Regions from separate parts of the Rattus norvegicus genome. Here region 2 is linked to region 1. A link is a contact called in public Hi-C data. All regions are on one chromosome and are shown on one strand. Each heading gives the region's core, a stretch centred on a gene start, on an enhancer-like site or on the middle of the called end of the contact. The rest is flanking DNA. Distances are from core to core; before and after follow the strand shown.

Region 1 (5,907 bases), core at 924-3,423:
CACTCCCACCGTAGTAACCCACTTCTGCGTTGAACTCTCTTGTCCTAATGACCTGGTATCAAGCCCAATGTCCTGGCACTAATACACGGAGGGAAAGCTCTCAGCGCATGAACTTTGGGGAACACACTCAAACCACAGCAGCTACTTACTCCCAGGCAAGATGTTACTATAAATTTTTAACAATGTTTCAAGAATGTAGCTTTGTTTACAGTGCTTTTGTTTTGTTTTTACAAAGGTGAAGTTAAAATGAAGCCATTAGGGAAGATCTTAATCCCAGAACTTGGATAAACACAAAGGATGAAGACACAGAAAACAGACAACTACATACAAGACAAGGAGAAAGTTCTGGAATGGATCATTGCTCTCAAGCCCCAGAAAGGCTCTCAAGCCCCAGAAGGGGCTCTACCATGCACAGACTCTCGGCTTTCCAGCATCTATTACCACAAAAATGGGGAACTTCTGCCATTTACTGCACTTTGTTACAACAGACCTGGCGGAAGTCCAAACAAGTCCAAGGCTGACTCTGCACCCTCCCCTGCCTGCCAGCTGACCTGCCTTGTTCAAGCCTGAGAGCCTCTGGAGAGTCTCGGCTCTGTTGGGGGTTCTTTCTCACAAGCACATCAGTAAGCAGTGGGAGGGCTGGATCTGTGTGATCTGACATGTGCCTGTCCCAGACTTCCTCACAGCTCCTTCTTAGACAGCTTTCCCTGTGAAAACAGCTAGCAACCCTCATCAGTGTCAGGCAAGAACCCCAGGACTCATTGGGATCAGCCTTGTCTGGCTGGATTCTTGAACATATGGAGCTGGCCTATTCTCCTGTAGCCTCTAGAGCTTCAAACCTCAGGCTCTCTTTCCTGCAGCCCTCCTACTGGCTCCTCAGTGACCCTTGGGGTTCCCAGGTAAGAGGCAAATTGTTTAGGCAAGCCTGACATCACTTGAAGGAAACCAATTCAAAACATACCATGTGCAACTCAACTTACAGTAAGGCTCTGAATCTCTAAGAATTTCATAAACAAGTAATATTTTAAAAAATGGTTATTGATGAAGGAGAAAAGAACCTGAAGAAATCAGATGCTGTGAGGGAGGTTTAGTCAAGGCTTTTTCAGGTACAGTGTGTTCTAGAGTTTGACTATTGAGCTGTAGAAATAAATTACCTATTAAAATGTGCTCTCTATTGAAGAGGGTACCAGAGTGTGACTTTTTTTTTTTGCATTGGAAACACACCCTGTTTAATTTGTAATATAAATACACAATACATAGGTCCTGTGACTGTATACATTTATTTTGACTTATGTTTTAAAAGGGTAGTTATTTAATTTACCATGAAGGAGAGCTGGCAGACCCATCATAACTGGTACGGAATACTGCATTCAGACCTTGACCTAGGTTAGACCTCCCAGGAAACCAGCTCTGTGGCCTTGGCCTCCTCAATCCTCCCATCAATACCACAGGCTCGACTCCACCTGTTTACAGGCGTACAGTCATAAAGAGGCTCAGAGGTCTAAACACTTTGAAACCACCAAGTCTATCAGCAGCCAGAACACTTTTCAATGGCACATGCACAGTGGGAGGTCATAGGCTAAGCCGTCTACGTCTGGCAAGATCCAACCTTAAGAATGTTTTTATTTGTCCTCAGGTCGCTGTACCATGTACTGGGGCTACTCTAAAGAGAGACCTAGGTCCCCTTTCCTCAAGCATTTTACTGGGAGAGGTTCGGGGCCAGAAGGGCTGCTGTCTTCTTCCTCAGTCCTAGGGCAGAAACTTTCAGGAAAACTGTGATGAAGATGTTCACTGGCATCTTTTTTTAAAACTCCCTTACCTTAAAATCCCCCCCCCCCCAAGAAGGAAGAGGCAAGAGAATTAAGAAGATTTTTGAAGGACAAAGCTAACACAACCAACACTGTCCCGATTGGTTGATTTGATTTCTCTGTCACCCCCTGTTTTTCTGTGCCATAGAGAACATCTAGGGGTTTGTCTCTAAACAGATGCTTGCAAGGAAAGTTTAACATAATCCACAGAGCTGTAAAAGTTCTTGGTGTGGCCCTCGGTGGAGTGCTTTCTCACATTCCCAGAAGTAGCCAATCTACCACGTGGCAGGGCTGCTACAGGAAGGGAGGGAGCCAGCAGGGCACGGAGCTGCCTGCAGCAGCAGGGCAGGGCGGCTCCCAGGAGGACGCAGGCGTGGTGGCCCCTCCCTGCCGCGAGCCCAGGCCCGCCCACTGCCACCGGCGAAAAGGAGGAGAGACCTACATTTAAAAAGGCAGGAACCTACTAGCTCCAGAGCTCCTACAATGCCAAATGAGAATTCCTGTTTATGGGTCAAACAGAGGTCAAGAATTACTCAGTCATCTCTAAAACCCCCTACTTAGGGGGTCAAGCCAGGCTGGAAACCCATGCTAGCTAAATCTAACTTGATCTCCCCAGAGTCTAACACTGCTTCTTTATTTATTTTTTCTTTCTTCCTTTCTTTCACTTTTTACTGTTTTGCCGGAGATACAGGGGGTTTTTTTTCTGTTACTTCCGGTTTGTGGCTGTGCTTTCTTTGCCTTACTTCCTTTTGGGTTGTTGGAGGGTTAGGTTGCTTCACTGTGATGTCCACTTAAAGATGTATGAAAAAGGATGGGAGGGAAAGAGGAGGTGGGATAGAAAGAGGAGGAAAGAAGAGGGAAAGGAGAGGGAGGCAGAGAGAGAGGGAGAGGAGAGAGGTTGTTAGACAGCACACAGTAATTTTGCTTATGCTATAAAATATTTAATACGTTCCTCTTCATGGATATGTTCCACAATAATGCACAATGTCACTGTGTTCAAAGTACAGGTAAAGAAGTCTAGTCTCATCAAAGCCTGGATCTGTGTTGACTGACTCCAACCCCGAAGCGCTTTCGTCTGTTTAACCTTTCAAGGAGGTGTTTATTCATCTCTTATTACAAAGCATATGCCTGACATGCAAAACAAAAAACAAAAAAACAAAAAAAGCTTAATTCGGTCCTTTTGAGAAAATGTGAAGACTATGATTTCGTCTTTGGCCACTCCTTTGCAATCTTTCTACGCAGGTATCAACAAGGGCTGCTGTGGTCCTCGTGGTCCCACCCGCGGGTGCACTTCCAGCATCTGGCAGCAGGGGGCGCATGTGTGCAAGAGGCGGAAAGTGCACCGGGCAGGAAGAGTCAGATCTTGTGTTTGTCCTTCTTAGCAGGCCCAGGCTATCAATACGTTAATTTTTCTCCTTGAACATTTAGAACCAGTGGCTGCAGACTTCTCTACAGAGATCCATGCTTCCTCACTCGTAAAGTGGGGGGAAACATCTTTGGGACTTGTAGAAAAAGATCTCTGCTGAATCCGAGGGAGGAAAAAAATCTCAGGAAGGAGCCAGGCTTGGCCCCTGGCTTCTGTTGAAAAAGGAGAACTCAGAAAGCAGGGACAACGGCCATCCTATGTCCAAGTATCACAGGACTTCTCCCACTGACTTCCTGAGAAGACCTCAAGGGTTGGGAACGGCACACCTGTAGGAAAGCTTTACCTGCTCCAATAGTACAGGGGGCTGGCTTGGGTCTCAGGCACCTTTAAGTGCTACTCACATGGCAAAGCCTGTGAATTTCTTGGAGAGTCACCAAGAATTCACCAAGATCCACCAAGTTTCTGGTCATTCACCAAGCTGTATTAATAGTGAAACCCTCTGGTAAAAAAACAAAAAAACAAACAAACAAACAAAAAAAAACCAAAAAAAAACAAAAACCAAAAAAAAAAACAAAAAAAAAAAAAAAACAAACAAACAAAAAAAAAAAACAAAAAAAAAAATGTCCTAAAGTCAAACAAATGCAAAGACGTAATCAGGGTAGCTAGATAGAACTGAACAAATGGCCAGGGGTTGGTAGCATGAACCTTTAATCCCAGGACTCCAAAGGCAGAGGCACATTGGATCTCTATGAGTTCAAGGCTAGTCTGGTCTCTAAAGCAAGTTACAGGACAGCCAAGGCTACATAGAAAAAAACCTGCCTCAAAAAGCAAAGAACAAGAAAGGAGGAAAAGAAAAAGGAGGAGGAGGAGGAAGAGGAGGAGGAGGAGGACAGGAAAAAGAAAAGAGAAAAGAAAAGAGAAATGGACAAATGGTCGCCCAGTTGAAGGAGAGAGCAATGATATTTAGCGCTCCGTCCTTTGGGCTCCCTTAAAATACAGCAATGCCTGGATAGCATGGAGACATACACATTGTCACAGAGGTACCTAGTGTCCTGTTTGATGGTTAATCGCCTTATCAAGTTGACTGGACTGAGAAACACCAAAGTGGTGATGATACCCATCTCTGGGTGTGTCTGCCAGGAGGGTGGAGAAGGAAGGCACGGCCTAAAAGTGTTGGGCACCATCCCACTGGGCACAGGTTAGATGAAACCCCAGCTTCCATGATGTAAGATATCCCTTCAGGCTTTCCCTACCACGATGGATTGAAGCCTAGAACAAATCCCCTTGTAAGTTGGCCTCTTAGGAATTTTTCATAGAGACAATAAAAGAAACCATGCATGCAATATCAAATGATAACTAGAAGACCCCATCACAAATTTTACCTGATGTTAGTAAACACTCTAGCCGAAGTAATTCATCTATTTAATTATCATTAGTTGAATATTTCATTGGATAAAGTCCAGGTGCTAAAGTCAGGAGGACAATTTGGGTCTTTCATTTAGTACCTGTGTACTCTGATCAAGGTTCCAAGCCTGCCTGAGCCCCACGTCCCCCAAATACAGGATACTGGGAAGATGGGAGGATTATGGTTCCTATACTATACGATGTTCTCTAGGAAGACTCAGTGAAATAGCGCAGTGTGGGCTGCTCACAGTGCAGGAGACAAGAGACCTCACTCAGGAATTCAGCAAATTAAGAAGTCATGAAGAACATTCCAGAAGGGTCCAGCACCCCATTTTCACAAGCCTGCTGGGTGGTTCTGACCCACACTGGAGTTTAAAAATCAAAGGGCTATGGATCTTACATGAGACAATCTTATGCTTAGTCTTGCATTTTGGAGAAGATAGATTTGAGGCTAGGCAGAAGATGAATGGAGGGAAAGACAGGACACAGGACACTGAAGATGAAGACCTCCTATGTGCAAATGAAAGATGATGGGGGTTGAAGCATGGGTCATGGTGGTAAGAATGAATAGAGGGTGATGACCAGTGTGTCACAGAGAGGGGGGTGGGACAGGGAAGAGGTGCAATGGAATGAGATTTACCAGCAAGGGAGAGGAAGAGGCCAGGATGAGTCTAGAGTTTGAAACACAGGGCTTTTCATACCCATGACTAAAGAGGCTGCATCTGTGGTGGTTTGGAGATGGTTTATTTGGCTCCTCCTTCCCTCTTCTTTTTGGGCCACAGAGTTGACAGCATCTATTGGCATCTATGCAGGAGGTCTGCTCCTCTCTGGAATGCACAGGTCCACAGGGTGTGTGCACTTCTATTGAAGTCACATCACCACCTCTTGTCACACACACACACACACCCCGCACCCACAGAGGTGGCTGCTATTCGTTTCACCTCCCTTGGTTGCAGCCACAGGGGTGGTGAGTCACTCTCCCAGAACAGCTGGTAGCTAGCACACTTTTCTACAGTCCGGGAGTGTTTCCAGAATCTAATTTACCCCCTCCTCAAAAGGAAAAAGAAATCCTGTTGATCCACATTTTACAGCAAGCTCTCCTAGCCTACTCCATCTCTAGGATCAAAGGAGCTCTACCCACAAACAACTCTGCCTGTGTTGGCATGCAGACTGAACTCACCTCAGTTCACTACTACGGTATGTGTAAGACAGGAGTTCAATACAGAGGAGGCAACATACCACATACCACCTCCTGCATCAAGATCAAGTGATCTATTGGTAAAAATGCTGATTCTTGGGTCTACTTCAGATGGACTGAGTTACAGGAGG
Region 2 (5,907 bases), core at 2,223-4,722, 210 kb before region 1:
CAGTGAAGGCCCGGCGGCATTCATGGAGACAGCAGATATTCCTCCGAGTGGCCACTCCACAGAAGGCTTGTGATTCTCCAAGCAGATATGAAGGTAAGGCCACCCATGAAGGTTCTCACCTGTGAACACCACAGAGGAGGGAAGTAGAGAGTAGGTCACTTGGCTGGAGTGTCAGAGGCAGTTTTTGAGATGAACTTAAGGAAGGACAGAAAGGTCACTCAGGACCCTGCGCAGCAGCAGCAGCAGCAGCAGCAGCAGCAGCAGCAGCAGCAGCAGCAGCACTTTGACATCTCAGGCAGGGACAAGGGAGGCCCTGGAACTTCTGTTCAGACTCCAGTTCTCCCTGGAGAGAACCTCTAGCTAGATCGAACTCTCTAAAATTCTCATGGTAACGTAGGCTTATGACTTTTGCCGCACCTAGATAAGGGAGCAGATTGCTAATTAGAAACATTATCTAAGTGTATGTGTGGTGTTGAGACAGGGTCTCACTATGTGACCCTGGCTGTCCTGAAACTCTGTATAGACAGACCAGGCCGGCTTTGAATGCAGTTTTCCTAGAGCTGGGATTAAAGGCATGTCCCCTCACTACTGGCAAGTATTTACAATTCATAATATGAGAAAAGAAAATCATGAAGTATTGGTAGAAAACAACTCCGGTGGTTCCTTGTACAAGCTCAGACGCTCCAATGCGTCTATTCTGCGTTTACACTCCACACTCCAGGAGTCCAATCTTGAGCTACACTGAGAGGGAAAACTTACAGTTTCCCTAAGTATAAGAACAAGGCAGCCTTCCTTGCTCCTAACACAAGCCTGTTGTCATTTGAAAGCATGGTGTTTGCTGTTTAGTAATGGTGCTACTGCAAGAGCAGTGGCCTGTGAGGCTGTTAGTTTCTAAGGACAAAATTCATGAAATAGAGGGGAAATAGGGAGTGAACAGGGAGGGTAATAGTGAAGAGGTTAGACTGGACAATACCGTCATTAGAACCTATGTGAGGAGGGGTTACCTTGTACTTACAAATTCACTGTCTAATAAAGCTAGGGAAACATCTTCAAATGTGTCTGTCTCCCACCCATGCTATGGATAGAACACAGGCCCTTGCGTATGTCAGGCAGACACTCTACTGCTGAGCTGCACTCCTGCGGCCCCTCCTCCCCTCTAGAGTTCAGCAATGACTAGTGAGACTGACAAGTTTAAATTAGCAAAGTCTGAGAGGGCTAGCGCTGCTGCCTCTGAGCCTGCAGAGGCTCGGTCCCTGCATCCAGATGGTTAAGTGTGATGCTGCCCTCACCATGTGGAAGCAAAGCTGCGTGATAAATAGGAAACCGAGTTTTATTCCACTGGGACGAGACAACTGTTTCCACAACGAAGCAAACACAGATCATGAAATGAGATGCTAAAAGTGGCTTGGTGGCTTAAATATAAAGTTCAGGGCTTACCGATGCTCCCACATGGTGGTGGCTGCTTACCATTGTTGTCTCTAAAACCCAGGAAAGCCAGTGGCTCTCTGGGTGAGGACTCGTGGCACTATTTGAAAGGACCATACTTGGTAAAGTATTCACTCCATCCTGGGTGGGATCACAAGAGTGCTAGTAAATCAAGCAAAGCCAGGGTAGGTTGAGTGTGCTCAGGAGTTCATCCGAGGGCACGGCTGAGGGCACGGCTGAGGGCACGCACACACTGGCTTCTCTGAGCAGTGGACAGAGATGTTCCACCTTGGAATTAAGTCTCTGATTGTCAGAGCCTCACTGTTCCTCCCATAGACAAGTGGGAGCACTCATCCCTGGACAAAGTTGTGCACACACTTGTCTATTAAGTGATTTTGTCCATTCATGGATCAGAACATGGATTTCACTAGCTTTAATGAGATTGGGATTCTTTGGTGATCTTGTTGAGGTGGGACCAGTTGCATCCCAGGCTGCTCCTCCATTTCTGAAAGGCTTTCTGCCCTACTGATACTGGTGCAAATAGCCTGTTTTGAATAGATAATGCTTAGAGTAGGCAGCTACGGTGGGTATTACCTGGGTCTTCAGGCCTACCTAGTCTCTGTGAGGCTGCTCTAGGCCTCCATTAATCACGGGTTTCAATGACTTTCTTGTTTTCTTTGTGGAGACAGGAATGAAGACAGGGCCTCCTGCCTGCTGGGCCAGTGCTCCACCACTGAGCTGCCAGTGACCTTAGATGAGAAGGGGTGTGCGTGTAAGGAAGCAGGGTGCAATGGGGTACAGTGATAGGGAGTAAGAGGGTAAACACGGACCTGGGAAATCCCTGTCTACCCTCATCCTCTACAGGCATTGCCCAGTGCTCTGCTCCAAGGATGTACTTTGTACGCAAGTTTGTTTTCCTTGTCAAGGACTCTCACCTAATTGTCAGGACAGCACAGGATGCTGGAAACCAGCTTTTAACTAGGTAGTTTGTGGTGCACATCCTCTAGTTTCTTTTCTCAGCATACCATCAAAAGAGAACTCTTTGTCATTATGAAATAATTTTTAGGCAGCTCTCCACTTGGAACGGAGGAAATCTTTTTGTTCTGTTTGTGCCAGGGAACAGTTTTAGTCTTCATCTAGTTCATTTCATTTAAGTATTTCATATCACAGTGTGCATTTCACCAACAATAGATGCCTTCAGATCTTGACATGTCTTGAAAATGGGAAGGAAAGTCTTTTTGGCATAAATAAGAATGATTTATTGACTTGAAACCCATTTTGTGAGTATATAGTCCAGTGAAGCCCATGTTGAGAGATTTTTTTTTTTTTAGCTTGTGAATACAGCTAGATCAGCCTGCCCTACTCAAAACATGAAGAACTTTAGGCTAGATAACCCTAGATGTAAACAGTTAAGGCCAAACTAAAGCATGTAAGGAATCTTCAGTGTGACTTCTATGTTACTGGGCAAGAGGTAGGAAGTACTTAGTGACTTAATTTGTTTTCAAGAATTTATGTGTCTTGGGGAGATTTTAATGGCTGACGTAGTGGAATGATGCAAACACCATATCCGTCTCTGTGCAGTCATTTTGCCTTGTTCAGGGGTGTGTCTTTCACTGGGCCTCAGAGCCATCTGGGGAATTCATTGTTGGAAATGGGTTGATCCAGGCTGACCTTGAACTCACTGTGTAACTGATGCTGCCCTTGAACTCTTGATTCTCCCTCCAGTTCTGAGTGCTGGGGTGCTACAGGTGTGTCTGGTTTTTGTTGGTGGTTGTATCTTGTCTTTCTGGGTTTTGTTTTGTTCTTTAATGTAGTGCTGAGGTTGGACTAAGGGACCTGTGGGGCAAGGACTCTACCAGCTGGACTTTATCCCTGGTCTTCCTGGGAGATTCCTAAGTAGCCAAGATGGACCTGTCCTCCCACTGCCTGAGTCAAGGTCAGACTTTGTGGGCTCTTTTTCTTTAGGAAGCTTTTGAAGTATTGCTGTCACATCAAGACCTGGCAACCTCGGGTGACTGGAGAGCCTGCCACCACTTGGTGGCAGTGTTTCTCCCTGGTCTTGGTGGTCCTGCTCTCCTATGCCCAAGAAAGAACTTGTTTCCTTCCCCCAGTACTGTTCTGTTGGAGTTAAGATAGTTGTACTTCTGCCCACTTGCAACTTATTTGAATAGGGAGTTGTGATTTCCGCAGGACTTTATGGGAAGAGTCTCTTTTTCTCCAGGATTTTATGGCAAGGACAAAAGCAGATAGTGTCCAGTTGACAGATGTGATTATTTTTTTAATTACTCCTCTTTGAGATGGGATTTAGCTCTGCAGGGCTTACTTGGAAACCTCTGCTGTAGCCTCTCAGATACTGGGGTTCCAGGCATATTCTACCTCCCAGGCAAGATTGATTTTTGTTCAATTTTACCTTGCTTTTCTGTAGTAAATAAAGACCTGTTTTGAGATGGAGTTTTTCTTTTCTTTTTTTTTTTTAAATTTATTTACTTTATGTAGCTGTCTTCAGACACACCCGAAGAGGCCATCAGATCTCATTACAAATGGTTGTAAGCCACCATGTGGTTGCTGGGAATTGAACTCAGGACCTCTGGAAGAGCAGTCAGTTGCTCTTAACCGCTGAGCCATCTCTCCAGCTCAAGATGGAGTTTTTTCACGCCAAGGATCTGATTGTTCATGTGAAGTTTTTTGTTTGCTCAGTTTTTGGTTTTGTTTTGTTTTGTGTGTATATGTGTTGTCCTTGGCATATCATTCCAGAACCACTGTGACTGCCTTGGCTGGTTGCTCCTGCGCTTGTTAACACTGCTACGCTAGCACTGTTACTTTTCCCGATGTGCCTCTGGAATTCAAACAGAAGTTCTTCCACTTCGTGAAGTGATCTGAAAACATCATCACCCTGATCACTTCTGCTTGCTAAGGGAATAGAGCCGAGGTTTCTATCCTCAGCATAGGAGCTGGGTGTTCTGGGAGTCAGGTGACTATGACTTGATTGCAGCACCCAGCTGGCAGGGACTTCCTCCTTGGGGTCAACTGACTATTCAGAGCATGTGTGTGTGCCCCAGGACAAAGTCCAAAGTGGAAAGTTTTGATTTGTTATTCTTTTTTTTTTTTTTTTCTACTATTTTTTTTTCTTTTTTTCCGGAGCTGGGGACCGAACCCAGGGCCTTGCGCTGGCTAGGCAAGCGCTCTTCCGCTGAGCTAAATCCCCAACCCCTTGATTTGTTATTCTTAATTTTGAGGCAAGGACAGGGTCTCATATAGTTCATATTGGCCTTGAACTCTGTAGCTAGGGCTAGCCTTGAACTCCCAATCCTGTGAGTACTAGAATTGCAGATGTGCTTTTCTTATCTAGCTTAATTTGTTACTATTAAAGGTTTCAGTAAGATGTCGAAGTGTGACAATGGCAAGAAGTTTGCAATGTTTTCAGGGGGATCAAATCTGTGGACTTAGTGAAGGCTGGGTGTGACCAGCAGGAGGGTGCATAGGAGGCTCCATGTCTTTACCTACAGCCGCCCTTGGGTGAATGTCTGCTGATATTTCATACTACACCAGCCTACTGGCCTCCGAAGCTCTATACCCTACAGCCTCCTAAGGTACAGGGATGGTCCTGAAGGGGGAGGGTAGCATGAGCTCTGGGAAGGGATTCTTTCTTTGGAAAAAAAAAAAGTTCATTTAATTTTACTTAAAAAGCAACTCTACTGAGATATAGTTTGTACACTGCACAAATCACCCATTTAAAGCCCACAGTTCAGTGTCGCTGTCTTCAGGGATTCGCTCTGGGCCCTGTGCAGCCATCACTATAGGACAAGCTAAAAATCCGTAAGTCACTAGAAAAGGAATTTTCTAATCACCACTTCACAGTCCATTGACCCCACCCCTTGCTGATAGGCAATCACTAATCTACCATGTCTCTTTTGCTAATCCTGGGCACTTCCTGTAAGTGCATCCCCAGAGTTTGTAGCCCTCTCTGCTGGCTCTTCCCACTTGTCGTGATGTTGCAGTCTTCTTTCATGTCTGTGCCTTACTCTCGGATGGAGACTAATGCTCTAACCTGTAGATGTGTTCCATTCTGCTCAACATTTCCCAGTGAGTAGACATGGGAGTTGTTTCCACTTCTTGGCTATTAGGAACAACGCTGTTTCGAGCATTGATGGAAGAGAGGTTTTGTGAATGAACATTAAGAAAGGGAGTTAGCACTATGGATGTGACACAGTGGTAGAGGTTTGCCTAGATACATGAGATCTGGGGTGTGATCCCGGCCTTGAAGGAAAAGAAGATTTTAATTGTGGGTTGGTGCAGAACCCCTTCCCATGGCGAGAGCCTGCCCTCTGACCCCCTGGGCTGGTCCTGCCAAGTGAGAGCTGGAGGAAGGGGTATTGGCACTTAGGTTCTCGCTGGGGCCTGGCCTTGTTTGCTTTGCTTTCACTTCAGTCTGACTCTCTTGGGTACTGGTACTGTCCCCATGAGCTCATGGGAAGTCCGATC

The links. Hi-C and Micro-C count contacts between places; a contact is called where the count stands out from the background.
Region 2: a Hi-C map of liver shows a contact between it and region 1, with 3 times the contacts expected there. The contact joins two enhancer-like sites. A contact is called at or near these places in 6 of 12 Hi-C or Micro-C datasets (Schwann cells, frontal cortex, kidney and 3 more).

The regions. Positions count from the first base shown.
Region 1 is chr14:44,139,822-44,145,728 of GRCr8, reverse strand. LOC134481747 (a long non-coding RNA gene) reads left to right here. Exons shown (of 2, transcript XR_010057514.1): 2 at 236-1,184. Among named protein-coding and RNA genes, the nearest start is that of Mir328b, 130 kb to the right of the region's middle. Within about 2 kb of position 2,173, at least 22 of the 93 cell types and tissues checked have an H3K27ac peak or open chromatin away from gene starts, as enhancers often do. A contact at or near this core is called in liver, where this site is marked.
Region 2 is chr14:44,353,661-44,359,567 of GRCr8, reverse strand. Tbc1d1 (TBC1 domain family member 1) reads left to right here. Exons shown (of 22, transcript NM_001427317.1): 14 at 1-93. Among named protein-coding and RNA genes, the nearest start is that of Tbc1d1, 130 kb to the left of the region's middle. Within about 2 kb of position 3,472, at least 5 of the 93 cell types and tissues checked have an H3K27ac peak or open chromatin away from gene starts, as enhancers often do. A contact at or near this core is called in liver, where this site is marked.